2 separate regions of the Mus musculus genome follow, and region 2 is linked to region 1. Evidence: chromatin contacts called from public HiChIP or PLAC-seq data. All regions are on one chromosome and are shown on one strand. The core of a region is the stretch at or near the end of the contact, and the rest is flanking DNA. Distances in the headings are between cores, read along the strand shown. Region 1 has its middle 26 kb from the start of Gm26420. Region 2 has its middle 190 kb from the start of Gm36569.

Evidence for each region. HiChIP or PLAC-seq counts read pairs in DNA pulled down with a chosen protein or histone mark.
Region 2: a CTCF HiChIP or PLAC-seq map of the NIH/3T3 cell line shows a contact between it and region 1, with 12 read pairs. The contact joins two enhancer-like sites.

Annotation. Positions count from the first base shown.
Region 1 is chr3:79,807,613-79,810,977 of GRCm38.p6, reverse strand. No RefSeq gene overlaps it. Among named protein-coding and RNA genes, the nearest start is that of Gm26420, 26 kb to the left of the region's middle. Within about 2 kb of position 2,012, at least 50 of the 459 cell types and tissues checked have an H3K27ac peak or open chromatin away from gene starts, as enhancers often do. A contact at or near this core is called in the NIH/3T3 cell line, where this site is marked.
Region 2 is chr3:80,078,084-80,081,461 of GRCm38.p6, reverse strand. No RefSeq gene overlaps it. Among named protein-coding and RNA genes, the nearest start is that of Gm36569, 190 kb to the right of the region's middle. Within about 2 kb of position 1,516, at least 48 of the 459 cell types and tissues checked have an H3K27ac peak or open chromatin away from gene starts, as enhancers often do. A contact at or near this core is called in the NIH/3T3 cell line, where this site is marked.

The DNA.
Region 1 (3,365 bases), core at 763-3,262:
CTCATTTAAATCTAGCGCATGGGCAGTTACAGCTCTCTGTAAGAACCCTTGGACAAGGCAGAACACTGGGAAGATCTCCTTTTCCAGATGGGTGCTTGTTTTCCTGAGTCTGTTTCTGTGCTCCTTCCAACCTTCGAGTTCCACCCAGACCGTGCCTGCCATGCTTTCAAATACTGCAGACTCAGGAATGCATTTGAAATCCGCCTTTTCATCAGCACTGTATCTATCACAGATAAGGGAACTCCCCTATCGCCAGCACCACAGGCTTCGGTCTTCAAGCCCTTCTTAACCCTCCCTAAGTACATGAGCATCCTGATTTTACCAGACAGAATTTCTATGTACCTTGTAGTTTCCCCTCACTGATGTAAATAGTCATTAAGTCATTATGAAGTCAAAAGAGCTTACAATTTCTTGGCATCTGTTAACTCACACACGATGATACAGTGTATGAAAGCTGTTCTAATGGGAGATCTTTAAGTCCTCTCTAGTCATCACAGAGCAATAGTAGGCCAGCAAGTTGACTCAAGAGAGTAAATTAGATGCTTGCTGCCAAACCTGACAGCCTGAGTTGGACCCTGCGACTCGCACAGAAGAGGGATTGGACTAGAGAAAGCATACAACGATTCGTGCACTGTTAAGAATGGTACATACATTCATGTCCATAAATAATGGGAAAGATAAACAAATTGCAATATGCTTGCCAACTATGATGGAATAACAAAAACAAGAAATAAGCCACCAACACAGGCATGGAAGTGTTTTATCTTGAAAACTATTAGACAAGATGGGAGGAAAAAGAAAGAACCTCTCATGCTTATCAGACTGCGCATCGTTCTCTCATGTAAACTACAAGGAGTCAACTGGGGAGCTAAATTGATGGCTTAGCACTGGCTGATCCTCCAAAGGTCCTGAGTTAAACTCCCAGCACACACACAGATGCTAACAACGGTCTATAACTGTAGTCTCATGGGATTTGGTGCCTTTTTCTGGTGTACAGACATACATACAGGAAAAACACGCTCATATACATAAATAAGGCAAGGACTCGATAAATGGCTCAGGGGTTAAGAGCACTGACTGCTTTTCCAGAGGTCACAAGCTCAATTCGCAGCAACCACGTGGGGGCTCACAACCGTCTGTAATGGGATCTGATGCCCTCTTCTGGTGTGTCTGAAGATAGCGACAGTGGACTCACATGCATAAAATAAATCTTTTTTTAAATAAATAAATAAATAAATCTTTTTTTAAGTCAGATTTTCTACTTGATTCTCTTATTTGCTGCTCACTAAATTCCATGTGTGTTATTCTCCTGAGGATCAAATAGGCATCTGCTGACAAGATGTCCTAGCCCTCAAGAGGACAGCTTGGGTCTCAGCCTAATAGAATTATCCATGTCTTCCTTGGAGTCACTGCCAAAGATGAAAAAGCTTATAAAACTAGAGCTCCTCTAAGATGAGACTTTCAACTTTAATGACTGGAAAATTCAATCAAATGCTTAAAGTCAGTTATTCTCATAACATCAGGAACCTGATTGCACAACTTTAATCTTTGAGGACTAGTAATCATTCATATGGAAAAATGCAGTTTCACACTTGGCCACCAGAGGGGAGTGTGTGCCTGCTTGATAATTTGGGATCAGCTCAGAAACCGCACACATCCTCTGCCAGCCCCATCTCTCTCCTGAAACTATCCTCACCATCTCTCTCCTGCAACTATCCTCGTTCACATATATGACCCGTGGATGACTGTACCAAGAGCGTTCATGTGTGAAATCACTACTGTTTCATTTATGTCCCAGCTGTGCCTCTAACTCTCCATCTGTCTCTCAATGGTGTTTTTCATTGTCCTTTTATTGGTGTTTGGACTTCATCATGTAGTTTCCTATAAGGTGGAAACATCACAAATAAACTTGTGTTAGAAGTATGGAAGCGCAGAGTGTGTCCTTGTCGAATGCCACCAACAGCTGGGGCACAGCTACGCCACACCGTTCCCTGATCACATGGCAGTGACTCTCCACTGACTCATCAGGCTGCACAGCCTCGGTTCTCTCAGAGATGCACTAGTAATTCTTTAGCCTAATTAGACATTTCAGGTCACAGAGACCTGGAACTATTTGCCCTGTTATTTTTGAAGGCCTTTTTCCAATCAGAGCCTGAAATGTTTCCCCAGTGGGCTCATTAAGTCAAGCACTTGCTGTAACTACACGACCAGTGAATGTGGAATCTTACAGACTTAACTCTCCCTGGCAGACTGGTCTGAGAAGGTATGTCACCGTCCCTCTCTCCTGGGTATGGAATTATACTGGGCAAAGGTGATGTGCGGCCATGAGACTGTGTTTGTTTCGGTTCTGAAACACCTAGTGGAAAATCACAACACAAGACAGAAAGTTGGAGATGGCTGAAATCTCATCACAAGGCAAGATGCTTTGCAGAACTGCCTCCTTTACAGGCTTAGAGACATGCCCTGCCTTGCATTGGGGCACTTTATTCTTCCACACTCCCAAAGCTTAAAAGTAATATTCCCTGTGTAGCGAGCGTCTTGGCAATATATCTGTTCACCTCAACATAAGAGAGGGACATATTTCTTAACTCTGAGGTGAGGGAACATCAAATCAGTCTCACTGGATTCCAGCAGTTGTGTGTGCATCCTGTGGGGAGGTGGGAAACACAGGGAAGTTTCATATTGGATGCTTGCACGGCAGAGAGACTTTCTGTGAGCAGCAGACCACACACGCCTCCTGATTTCTTGTAAGTGTATCCGTTTTCAATGACTGATGCAACAATTGTAGATGTCCAATCACCTATGATTAACCTTAATATTGCATAGTGCTGTTTTGTTTTGTTTTGTTTTGTTTTGTTTTGTTTTGTTTTGTTGGGTTTTTTTTCCAGAGCAGATATTGTTCCAAGGCTACAGAGCCAATATAATTTTCTCAGCTTGTGTGCAGTCTTCCCTGGCTCCCTTCCTTAGCTCCCTAACTCTGTTCATCCAAGAACACACTTCGAGAAGCCCATCAAGGGGCCCCATTCCTAGGCAACACCCTTGCCTACAAGAACACACAAACAAAAACTGCTCTATTTATGGGTTGGGGTTCAAAACTCTCACGAAGAAAACTCTTCCAAGAATGAGAGTTTGACCTTTTCTGCAGGATTCTTATGGTGCCTATCAGTTCTGTCTGGGCTGAACATCAATTTCATTAAATTAGGTTTGCATATGGTTTCAACAGACAAGTTTGTCTTCAAAACAACAGCAAAGATACAAGGAAAAATTAAATACCACTTATTATCTTCCAATAACTCAATTTCTATTTTCTCATACAGTCTTAGAGACTGTTTTTAGTATTTCCCTACCAAAATTGAAGGACATCA
Region 2 (3,378 bases), core at 267-2,766, 270 kb before region 1:
GTAGACAGGATAACTCGGGAACTGTTTTTCCTCTCAGACATTTCCTCTACTAAACAAGAGACAGCTGTTACATCACACTGAAGACTGGAAGTGAGGCCTGGAAATGATGGCTTATGTGTCTTTAAAAGTGGCCTGAGAGCAGTCTGAATGCTACGATAACCAAGACCTATGTTTACACACAGCAATGGCTTAGCTTTGCCCAAAAATTCAATCCCTGACTGAAACACATAAAGAACAGAGAAACTGTTTGCAGACAACTGAAACCGAGGCCTACATTTTACAAACATTGCGCTTCTGGGAATGTTTTCATATTGTTTACTTGCAAGGAAGAAAAACCTCAAAGCTAAATGTAGATATCACTGGAAAATAATAAAAAGCACTTCTGAAATTTTCATGAGTCAATAAAAAAACATAATTCCATTTAGAAAAAAATCAATTGACAGATATGTTTCAGAGGGTACAGCTACTATTTAAAGCAAGAGCCACCTATAGTCAAATTCCTTTCTAAAAGGACTTTCTCTCAGTCTTGAAACATTCACCAAAAACATTCCAGACACATTTTATCTCTGGTCCCCAACAGTGTCTTAATTTTTAAGTAATGATTGAATAAAACACACACGCAGTTTTTAGATACTGAAGATGGGAGCAAGCTATTTCCACTGAACAGTGGAGCCTTTTTAGCTCGTCTCTTGTTAAGCCCTAACAAGACGCCATCTTTACAATTCTCTCAAAAGCATGTTGTACTAAAAGCTGCATATCTTGATTCTAAATCTAAATTCAGAGACATCCGTTTCTGAATTTTTAAGATGCCATGCGACGTATATCAAAGCAGTCATTAAAATAGGTTATAACCTTAAAAAGAGGAGGGGGTCATTGTGACGTACTTCATCTTGTTTTATGTGGATTTAAATGAAATCACTTAAAAACAATGAGTTGCTATTGTCGACGCCCTCCCTGTAGAGGAAAATGTTAGGTCTTTAAATTACTTGTCTAGGGAAAAAAGAAAAAGGAAAAAAAACATTGTTTCAGTTGGCTGCGTCGGACGGAGACTTGGGAGAAAAAAAAAAATCCTCTGTAAAAACCAGAAGCAGAAGAAATAGACAGCAACGTCAAAATCTCAAACTGTAGCTGCAGCCAGCTATTTATACTTCCCAGACAGTTCTTGGAAAGATCTATTGTTAAGATTGAGCATTTCCGGGAAGAAGAGGGGGAAAATCCTTAGGTGAGCAACAAATGGTAGTCTTTCAGTCCCTGCCTTTCAGGTGCTGGGAAACATTCACTTTAAGTCTTGTCAGGGTACAGAAAAATGATCCTTCCTCTCTTCCTCTTGCTCTCGTGCTTGAATCTGAAAAGAAACTTGTCTTACACCCAACTGCACTCCCTTCGTTCCTAATTTCCTCCATGCCTTCCCTCTTCCCTTTCTCATTTTCAGCCCCAGGTTTCTTTTTAGAGGGGGAAGAACTTGCTAAAGATGGCGTTCTACCCAGTGCTGCCCTGCCCTCTAGTGGCGCAGAGCCTGTACTCCGTACTCTCTGTTTTTTTGTTTTTTTGTTTTTTTTTTCCCCTCTCACTAACCTCTCTGCCGTTCTTCAGCTTTTTAGCCTTCTTCTATTCCTTACACATCCCTTTAGCTTTTTCTCGTTTCTGTTATCCTCTCTCTCCTTCAGCATCCAACCTAAAGCTGTCTGTAAAAGAAGGACTTGCAAAATGTGTATACTTAAAATTCGAAATGATTCGAAAAGAAAAACTTGGTAACTAAATTCTCTCCTCAGATTTAATCGGCATGCTAAATCCACAAGCTAAATTGGACCAAGTCAGAGACTGATGTACTTGGTAAACCTTAGAGAATATTAGTCTCTCTCTAAGAAACTCCTATGCAAATTGACTATCTCCATAAAGTTGGAGCCACTTTGACTTAGCACCATGCAGGACTGGGATCTTACCTATTCAGGAGGCTGAGACAGGAGGGTCAAAAGTTCAAATACAACTGTGAGACAGAATGGAGGAGTGGGAGGGGGTGCGAGAGAGAGAGAGAGAGACAGAGGAGAGGAGAGACAGAGACAGAGACAGAGACAGAGACAGAGACAGAGACAGGCTGGACTTGGGACTCAGAGGCAGAGAACATACCTAGTATCCCCTTTCACCCCAGCACTAATAAGGGAATAAAACAGTTTCGATATGACTTCCAGCAACACCCAAAAGGCACGGCCAGTTGATTAGCAGCTGTCAAGTTTCTACTTAATCCCTTATTAGCAAATTTGATGGTGACTCCTTGTTCCCCTTTGGACACTGAAGGCCAAATTCCATAATGAAGAGAATATTAACAGACTGTCATGAGGCATGGTCATGTAACTTAATTACTGCTCTGAGTTTAAATATTATTTACCAAAACACCACACTGCTCTAAGTAAAGGACCACAAAACTAACATTTTGATAGTATTTGTGTCATTGGTACCTTATTAAAAGCACTGCCATTTCCAGCTCAGTGCGTCAATATGCTCTTAAAAGCAATATAGATCTCCACCTTCAGGCTTTTATTTTCAGCAGATAATAGAAAGAATGGGGGTGGGCAGCCATAAGCTATAAGAAGTTGTAAAGGTTACCTTCATTTCATAGTTGCACTGATCTAAACTCAGTGGACTTAACATTAAAAGGAGAACAAGGACCTTTTCACATTCAGAACTATGCTACCTGCTCCCAGAAACTTAGTCCCCCAGATATGTGAGCATTTCAGAAAGTTTCTTGCAACACAAGATAGACAGGAGTGATGGCACAGACCAGTGATCCTAGCTACTCAGGAGGCCAAGGCAGGCAGATCACAAGTTCAAGATCTGCTTCCTGCAGAGACAATTGAATTGAAGGCCAGCAATTTAGAGAGAGCCTATCTCAAAAGGTAAAAAGAGCAACAACCAAAAAATGAAACTAAAACAAAAGGAAAACCCAATCTAAAATGTCACCTTTTCATTACTTTTCTATTGGTGGCACAAGAGATGCCATGGCCAAGACAACTTATAGAAGAATTTATTTGGGGTTATAGTTTCAGAGGGTGAGTCCATGACCATTATGGCACTGCAGCCGTCAGGCTGGCATGGCTGCAGTTAAAGCAGTAGCTGAGACCTTGCATCTTGGTCCACAAATGCAAGGCAGAGAGGGCTAACTGGGAATGGCATGGGATTTTAAAATGCAAAGCTCACCCTCAAATGCACACCTCCTCCAACAAGGCTATACCTCCTAATCCTTCCCAAACAGTCCCATCATTTGGGGGTCACGTATTCAAACATATGAGTTGAGCCTATGGGAGGCATTCCCATGCAAACCACCACTTAGAACGCATTCTTGTTCAGAGTCCTCATCAACACCAGCATCGTGGCCTCTTT